2 separate regions of the Mus musculus genome follow, and region 2 is linked to region 1. Evidence: chromatin contacts called from public ChIA-PET data. All regions are on one chromosome and are shown on one strand. Each heading gives the region's core, a stretch centred on a gene start, on an enhancer-like site or on the middle of the called end of the contact. The rest is flanking DNA. Distances are from core to core; before and after follow the strand shown.

Region 1 (4,614 bases), core at 707-3,206:
CTGAGATGAAAGGATGGACCATGTAGAGACTGCCATATCCAGGGATCCATCCCATAATCAGCTTCCAAACGCTGACACCATTGCATACACTAGCAAGATTTTGCTGAAAGGACCCAGATATAGCTGTCTCTTGTGAGACTATCCTGGGGCCTAGCAAACACAGAAGTGGATGCTCACAGTCAGCTATTGGATGGATCACAGGGCCCCCAATGGAGGAACTAGAGAAAGCACCCAAGGAACTAAAGGGAACTGCAACCCTGTAGGTGGAACAACAATATGAACTAACCAGTACCCCAGAGCTCTTGATTCTAGCTGCATATGTATTAAAAGATGGCCTAGTCGGCCATCTTTTAATACATCACTTTTTTAATACATCACTGGAAAGAGAGACTTGCAAACTTTATATGCCCCAGTACAGGGGAACGCCAGGGCCAAAAAGTGGGAGTGGGTGGATAGGGGAGTGGGGGGTGGGTATGGGGGACTTTTGGGATAGCATTGGAAATGTAAATGAGGAAAATACCTAATAAAAATTTTTTAAAAAAAGAAGATGAGGCAGGAGGATCACAAGTTGACACTAGGCTGGGCTACATAGCAAGACCTTGTCCCAAAAGTGAAAAAAAGAAAAAACAAAAAAAACAAAAAAAAAAAAACAGGAATTCGTAGTACCTGTCACAAGCAGCATCCAGAGAGCGATGCACTTGGGACTCCAGCCAGTTCATTGGCTGGAATGACAGTTTGGAAGACTGAGCATCCTAAAAGGGTAAAGCAAAGACTTTGATGGCTATCCTGAGCAGGGGAAGGTTATCACAGCCTCTGTAGTTCTTGGTCCTCAAAACACCTGCGTAGTCACATACAGATGATAAAAAACAAGTTTGTTACAACTGCGCGTAGCAGTGGGAGGGGCTCATACAAGGTAAACACCCTCTGGTCTCTTGTTGCTGGGTTGAAGACACACATGGCTCAATGTTTCTAAAGGGAAATACAAGGTGGACACTTTGTCTCGGGTTTCAGGGTGTTTGCACCACAGCCCGGGTGGCAATATTTGTGTTTCCCTGCGGTCTAGGAAGATACCGGATGCTAGAGACTGGCCACATTCTAGCAGAGTCAGTTAGCACTTTTACCACAAAGGTTATCGTGACCTCAGAATCAGGGGACAAAGAAGGGCTTCTTGGTACCAGTTTGGTTTTCTGAATTGCAGTTGTCTGTTAGAACATTCTGGGAAGTGAGGACTGATGTGTTGTCATATAGCCCAACACAGAAGTCATTAGCCGCATATAGCTAAGAACACTTGGAAAGTGGCTGCAGTAGCAGCTTTTTTTTTTTTTAAGACCAAAGAGAAAATTTCAATTATATGTATACATGGGGGTGGGTATGGGCATCCCATAGGTGTCTGGGGAGGCCAGAAGTGTTAGCTAGCTCCCCTGGAGCCAGAGCTGTAGGACATTTGGGGGTCACTAGGCATGGGTGCTGCGAACCAACTGCAGGTCCCCCAACCAAGCATTATATGTTTTTAGCCACTGAGACTTCTCTCCAGCCCTTGGGTTTTTAAGATTAAATGATTAACTTAGTGGACAGCGGGGCTCGGATTTTTGTTCCCTCTTGAGAAACAGGATAGGCAAAATGGCTGCACTTGAGGCGATGCAGAGACGCTAAGAATGTACAGAGCCCAGGAGCTGGCAGAAAGCAGCACTCACACAAACAGCAGATGACTTGTGCCCTCCAAGATAAGGAAGATGGATCTGTGACAGACAGGCTTCCTTTTCCTGTCACCTCCCCGCCTCCACACACTCTAACTGCTGCAAGTGGAGAACTGGGTCTACACAGTCAAGCCTGGTTACCGTCAAGCTCAATTTACCATGACTTTTATTTTCCAATAAGCAATCTGGCCAGCTGTGGCTAGAAATGAAATCACCAAAGTGCCAGCCCCCTCCTCCCCCCACTCTGGTTATTGATTTATAAAGAACCTCTTCCATGTTCCAGGCTGTCATCATCACCAACAGTCACATGTAATGCCAGCAAATCCCATGGCATGGACAGAGTCCACAATTTATTTCTTTCAACAGGCAATAAATATTACCTTGTATTCCTAGATTTAAAATAAGTTTATTGCTTTTTTTTAGAAACAATCTTAAATGTAAAAGAGAGATTTAAAAACAACAGCTAACATTGTGACCACTAACTAGGGTTTTAAGAGCAAAGATCACAAATTAATTTTTTAATGAAATTTCTGAATGTACAAACATTGTTTTCGATTTCGTTGGCAGCTCTAGTAAGACCATTCTAAGAAGTCTATATGTCAGGAAAGCATCAATGTTTATAGAACCCTCAAAGACTGCCCTTGAGCTCTGTACAGAAATTAGGGTCCAGAATGACTCAGAAGACTCTGGCCATGCTGGAAAGGTCTTGGCTGACTGACTGGGGCCTTGGTAAACTGTTGCATGCAGAATGTCTATTCCTATCTTGATTCAAAGTAGGCTCTCTACCGCCAAAATCAGGACTGCTCACAGCCTTTCTAAGAAACTAGAACTACAAGGGCCTTTTAAATGTCCCGGGGAGGGCAGGGTGTAAGACAAGGAAAGGTGTCCCAGCTTCAGGAAGAGTGAGACGCAGCCTAGCCTCTTGGGTCCTTTATGAAGAAGGACAATGGGAGCCGCAGTTTATCCTGATGGGTAGGTAATACACTTGGAGGCCTTTTTTGTTTTGTTTTGTTTGTTTGTCCTGCAGCTGTGTATTAGTCACATTGTTGTTGCTGTGACAAAACACCACAGCCAAAAGCAACTTCTGGCAGAGGGATGAGGGTCTAGCATGGCGGGGAGCATGGCAGCCAGCAGCGTGCATGGCAACCGGATGAGGAAGCCGAGATCGCATATGCAAACACATCGTATGGCAAGCAGAAAGCGGGGTGAACAAACTGGAGCAGTCTGGCGGCCACTCCCGTGACATGCTTCCTGCAGCAAAATCCCAATGGTGCGGCCAGCGGGGACCAAGGATTCACATGCATAAGCTAACGGAGAGCATTCCCCATGGAGATCACCACAGGCGGGTAGCCAGGTGTCCTGTGCGCGTTACATAGCTATGTCTACAGCATGATACACAGTCTGTGCTATTTCATCTTTTCCTCTCTAATGTGAGGAAAAGAAGGTTTCGTGAGGCCAAGGAACCTGCCTGTCATGTATAGCAATGTGAAATTGAGTTGAGCCTCTAATGTGTCAGATCTCTACAAAACTGGAGCTTTGGAAGACTAAGCTGTTGGCCAAGACTCAAGTTTCTTCCTTTTTGGGGTAATGAGGTTGGGGTTATAATTTAATTACAGTATTTCTCCCTTCCCTTTCCTCCCTCTAGACCCACCCATAAGCCTCCCCTCTCTGCTTCAAATCCATGTCCCCTTTTTCACTAATCGCTAATGCATGCATATATGGATATATATATATTCTCTAAATATAACACGTTTGGTCTGTATAACGCTGCCTGTGTGTATATTTTCAGCGCTGACCATTTGCCACTGTGGCTGGTCTGCTCTTCCTTTGAGAAGGCCACCTCTCCCACGCCCAGCTTCCCTCGTTTGCCTGTGTAGTTCTGTGGGTAGGAGTGAGGCCTCGTGGGCTTTTCTCCATCCTGTTTGGGCATGTCCATCGGTGTCATGCTTGTTCAGCAGATGCTTCTGACATCACTGGGAGACAAATCTCACAGCAAGCTCCCTGATCCTCTGGCTCTGGCCATCTTTCTGCCTTATCTTCCGCACCGTTCCTTGAGCCTTGGGCCCACCCCAGCTTCTATCTGAAACCACGGTGGAGGATAAGATGCTCACTGCCAAGGTGGATAGACCTACAGTGGTCTCTCAGGAGTGATCAAGCAAGAACCAAAAGTTTCATGTTGACATACTAAGCCAGGATCCCTATCAGTCTGCCTGTCGTTTGTATAGTCCTGCCATTCCAGAGTCTTCCATCCATCTGACTGAAGGCTCTCACTGTTGTTCTTGTTAGTGCCACCTGCCCAGTACACCAGTTGAGGGGTACCCCTCTAAAACCTTCCTGCATCCAAACCTTTCCCCATCATCCTTAATCTTTACCTTCCAAAATAAGCCATCTGACCTGAATATGCTGCACAAAGCCCCTTAGGAAAGGAAAGGGTTTATGCCCGCCTACAACTCCAGATCACAGCCATCCTTGAGGGAAGTACTCCATCAAGAGCTAGCGGGCAGGCCTGCTTGCTGTTCCACACAGCACCACATCCACCGAGGAACTCACTTCCCAACCCAGAAGTGCTTACTGCAGGAGCCAGAGGACGCTGCCCGCTAGCAGCATGGTCTATACGCCTTCTTACATGGAGCCGGAGCTGCCCGCAGTGGGCGCTAGCCTTTCTGTGTCAGTGAACAATCAAGACAGCTGCACACATACACTCTGCTCTAGGAATTCCTGCGCAGTGGCTGTCCTCCAGATGACTCTAGGCTTCGTCAAGGTGACAGTTAAAGCTAATCAGGACAGATGCCTAATAAAACTCTAGCACTGGTTACACCCTGCCTTTTGCTCTTTTCAGGCTGTCCCTTTTCACACAGACCCCGCCTGTCTGATCCCTACCCTGTGTTCTCTTTCCCCTTGCTGCTGTGTGTACCCA
Region 2 (4,614 bases), core at 1,016-3,515, 830 kb before region 1:
TCTTCCAACAGACAAGGCTGTTCCTTAATGGAAGTGGGAGAGACTACATGGTGACAGAGAAGGGTCAGAAAGAGGCAGCCCCATCCTCCCTGAACTCGTTGTCCGGAGAGGACAGGCAGGCAACAAGTGCTCATGTTGTTCTTCATCTGGCATCAAGAGGCAAGAAGGAATAGCCCCAGGCTAGTCCACGGGGAAGTGACTTTTGAGTAGAGAACAGAATGAAGAACAAGTTCTAGGCAGACAAGTTCAAGTGCGGATCAAGGCTATTTATGGCTATCCAATATGTGCATAGCTGGGAGCCCAGAGTTACTCTTTGCCTGCATGCAATCCTTTCTCTCTCCGGAGTGAGGTCTTTGACCTCTACATCCAGGCGAGACTTGAGCCAGACTCTCTTGCAGTCCTTAGCCAGCGGAGGTTGGATGCATCCCAGACTCCCGAGGGCAGGTGTGTTCTGACAGCCATGGAAAGTTGTGTCTTCCTAATACCAGCACCCATGATCCCAAGTCTAGTTTTTAAAAAAAAAAATTCTCCTTATACAAGGCCAACCCTTCTATCCTTTGCCAAGACCTATCTCTGTCTAGATTCCTTCTTGTCATCTACTATAAGTGTCCCTATTGTCAAGGTTTGTCTATCCCCTGGATAACCCTCACCCTTATGGAATCTTCCTGAGGGACTCAGGACCTCTGGAAGAACAACAAATACTTTTAACTGCTCAGTCATCTCTCCAACCCAAGAAAATTAAGTTCTTAACAGTCACATTTTTAGAAGAGATTTTTGGCAAGCCCCTCAGAGTGCTCTAGCACAGCAGAAATGAAGTCGTTCCCTGTTTCCAGAAACACCTATCATCCCTTGAACGCTCAGCTGTGAGGACCTCCTAAAGCAGCTGTCGCACCTCCCACGCAACCCAAATAACTTTTAGTTCTTCTAAAGGGGCCTCCCCATCACTTCCAGGCTCGCTGGCACCCATTCCAAAGGGAGTCTCACAGACCGAGAAGCAGAAGCAGCAAACAAGCTGAGCCCTCAGCCTCAGGAATTAGGGAAGCAGGACACTGGCTAGTCTACTCTTGATAGTCACAGAACACAGAGCTCCCTAACATTCTGCAGTACAAAACTTGACCTAGGACACGTGGTCCAAAGAGCTCACTTGGGCATGGTTCTCTGTACCACGCACACATGCCCATCAATAAGAGGTAAAACATATATCAAGAAAAATTTAAAAGAGTGGTAGACATTGTACAGTGTGTACAGAGAGTGTACAGTGGTAGACATTGACAGTCACATCAATGGGAAGACTGAAGCAGGAGCATCCAGAATTCCAGGCCAGCCTTGGCTACATATAGCAAGGCCTTGCCTCACAACAAAGGATAAATAAGAAAAGACATAGTCCATCTCAAGAACACCAAAATAAGCATCACAGTGAAGCAGAAATGGAATGGAAATACAAAGTAATATTCAGGGCTGGAGACCCAGAACGTCTAGGCTCCTGTTCAGAAGGCAGAAAGTGGACATTGAACATTTCCGAGGAGCAAAGAGGTCCAGCCTCATTATGTAAGAGAGTGGGCACCCTGTTCCCTGCTTGATGAGCATCTGCTAACATCCTGAAGAAGAAAATGTATGCAGAACACGCCTCGAGACCTGCTGCCGTTCATTCTTTATGCTTGCCTAACATTGTCTGAGGCTCAGGAGTGAGCCAGATGGGGTGGTTAATTCTGACTGTCAGCTAGATTAGATTACAACTCACCCTCAGAATTATTGAAGCTTATCTGTGTGTGTGTGTGTGTGTGTGTGTGTGTGTGTGTGTGAGAGAGAGAGAGAGAGAGAGAGAGAGAGAGAGAGAGAGAGAGAGAGAGAGAGACTCCCAAATATAATTAAATTATTGGGAGCTCTGACCTAATAAATGGGTTATTCTATTGACCAACTGGATGATGAACGAAGTCACTGGGGAGGTGGTAAAAGGTAGAAGGACTTTTTCTTGTACTCACATCTTCCTGCACCACTCCACTCCACTTCCTCTCTACTCTAATGTGAGCTGTTCCTGCCATGGTAGACTGAACCTTCTGACATCCTTACCCAAAATAAACTCTTCTTCCTTTAAATTGCTTATGTCACACAAAAGTGCCGCATAAGAAAATAATGTGCTCTGAGTCCCGGCAGGAGGCCTGGGATGTTGCAAGATAATTCCACCAAAGAGCACACATAGACGGTCTTAACGATGAATAGAAAGACTATTGCCAGCTGACAACTGCGTGGGAAACTTGCCCAAATGGTATAGCCCCAAACTTCACCATGCTTTGCCTTTTATGCACTAAACCCACATCCTGGATGACACACTTTAGTTAACAAGAACAGTTAGCAAGAAGCAAAACTGAAGAAGTCAAAAAAAAATTTTAGTACATTTAAGGGGCTATTCCAGACCCTGGAACTATGGACTGGGTCTTTGATGAGGTAGGACTTTGTTCTGGTTTAGTCAGGAATTGGGGCCTATGTGCTAGGCTCTAAGGTCACAATGACACCTCCAATGTGGTCAATTGTGCTAAGGTCTCTGGCTGGTTATGGAGGCATCATCACTGAAGAAAACATCTGGATTCAACCCCTGTACAGAAAGTGGCAGTCTACTCAATCCTAGTGTCGTTGGAGTAGCATTGGGGACTGGAGCTGTAGTTCATTGGAGTGGAAACAATCCATCAGATGAAATACTCCATGGAAAAAACTAGTCTCTCTTTATCTAAAGCTGCTCTGAGCCCGCACTTTTTGTCACGGTTCATGATAAAAAAAATAAAATAAAATAAAGCCCTGGAATCAAACAGACCTGGACTCCTGTCTATTCTCTGATGTACTTTATCATTTTGCAGCTACTCCACTGATTAATGATAATACCTACCACAGAAGCAGCTAAAGGAAGTCTTACCATCTACCTATACAGTCTTCCCGTCTATAATTTGACTGATAATGTTTACTTCACAGGGTTGTAAGATACCAGGAGCTCATATGTGTAACCACACAGCACAGAGAGGGTACCCGGTCTTGATGGTAATTATGATCTGTTGATGCCCTCGTTGTCTACATGAGAGAATGGATCCTGCAGATACACAGTCTTATCTCCTGAGCAGGAAAATTGACAGGGTGCCGTTCTAGCTGAGCAAGAAATCTGTTGAATATGTGATAACCCCTGCGAAGAGTTTATAAAACTAGGTTCCAGTCTGTGATACTAAGGAAGCCGGAGTCTATATTCTCAGAGAAGTTAAGGTAGCTTTATGTGTGGAATCAGAGATTCTCGGAATGCTCTCAATAAGAACATCTGAGTTCTTATCTCAGGGCCTCAGTTTCCTTATCTGTAGGGCTAATGACAGTACACAGCACACAGGAACATGTGACATTAAATAAGATAATATTACCTTTATGACACTGTTTCAGACTTTTCATCACTCAGATGTGGCACACACCTGAGAGAAATATCTTAGAGAAAAGGAAGAACTTGGACTGAGCGCCCCAGGTGTTTCAGCCCTTCATGGGCAGCTAGGAGAAGATGGTTAAGCAGAGCCATCCATATCAAGGCTCCCAGAAATCACAAAGAGTGTCTGTGGTTCCAGGCTCCCTTCTTCTACCCATTTTATCCTACCTAGGTTTCTAGTCCATAGGTGGGGTAACTGATCCCCAAGCTGGGTCATCTCCCACTTTGTGAATCCTCAGAGATGGGTAGCAGTGTGTTTTACCACCTTCCAGGCACTTCTCAAGTCAATCAAGGTTATGGTCAAGATAAACTATCACATACCACAACTACCCAAACTACCATTTTGGTGTTTGGAGTTATTCACGCCAAAGCAGATGGCTAGACACTGGTAGTGCCAAAATTTGAAATCCAGGTATACAAAGCTCCAAAACTTGACCTTTTGCCACGTTCCAGTTACCTTGTTACCTCAAGGGAACTCACTGTACAAAAGCCCTTTGCTGTTCCTCAAGGTGTTTGAGAGCAGGAATTATATGTCTTCTTTTCCCATTTAGTATATGGGTTTATATTTTCCTCATTAAAACATTCCTTAAGCTAAATTTGAAAGGCTGATTGGATAAATGAATGCATTCATGCATAACGTAAATGAAAAAAAAAAAAGATCCTTACTAAGGAAGTACAGATCAAAAATACTCAGTCAAAAGCAGAAAGAATAAAGATAAAGAAGGGGAGAAGGAGGAATAAATTGGGGGAAGATTTGTGTAGTCGAGTGACAATGGGACCCTCTGAAGGATAAAGGTGAAAGGTTGTCGCCTTGACAGTAAAGAAAGGTGTGGGAGGTATACGGAAGCAATGGCTGGCAGGAAGGGGGGACAGCTGAGGACCAGTGATGCTCTCAAGACCACTGCTGTGAATGGGTGAGCTGTGTAGTGCTGAGCACACAGCAGGAATTGTGTTTGCTTCCTATGACATGGGATGAATCTGATGCTCCTAAGCCCTATTAACTCCCATTTTGGAGTTGGGGGGGGGGGGGACACACACTAGGTTGAAAATTCTGGAAAGGAAAGAGATCCTCAAAAAAAAATTAAATTAAAATTTTTTTTAAAAGTGTCCTTGAAAGGATCAAAGAGTTGGACCTAGAATTTTTAGGCTTGAGGGTTACAAAC

The links. ChIA-PET counts read pairs in DNA pulled down with a chosen protein or histone mark.
Region 2: an RNA polymerase II ChIA-PET map of memory CD8 T cells shows a contact between it and region 1, with 6 read pairs. The contact joins two enhancer-like sites. A contact is called at or near these places in 1 of 115 datasets of contacts at active chromatin or transcription factors (memory CD8 T cells) and 1 of 9 other capture datasets (embryonic stem cells).

Annotation. Positions count from the first base shown.
Region 1 is chr3:51,741,758-51,746,371 of GRCm38.p6, reverse strand. All of the region lies in intron 2 of Maml3 (mastermind like transcriptional coactivator 3), which reads left to right. Among named protein-coding and RNA genes, the nearest start is that of Gm46803, 36 kb to the right of the region's middle. Within about 2 kb of position 1,956, at least 103 of the 459 cell types and tissues checked have an H3K27ac peak or open chromatin away from gene starts, as enhancers often do. A contact at or near this core is called in memory CD8 T cells, where this site is marked.
Region 2 is chr3:52,570,307-52,574,920 of GRCm38.p6, reverse strand. No RefSeq gene overlaps it. Among named protein-coding and RNA genes, the nearest start is that of Gm40047, 7.5 kb to the left of the region's middle. Within about 2 kb of position 2,265, at least 48 of the 459 cell types and tissues checked have an H3K27ac peak or open chromatin away from gene starts, as enhancers often do. A contact at or near this core is called in memory CD8 T cells, where this site is marked.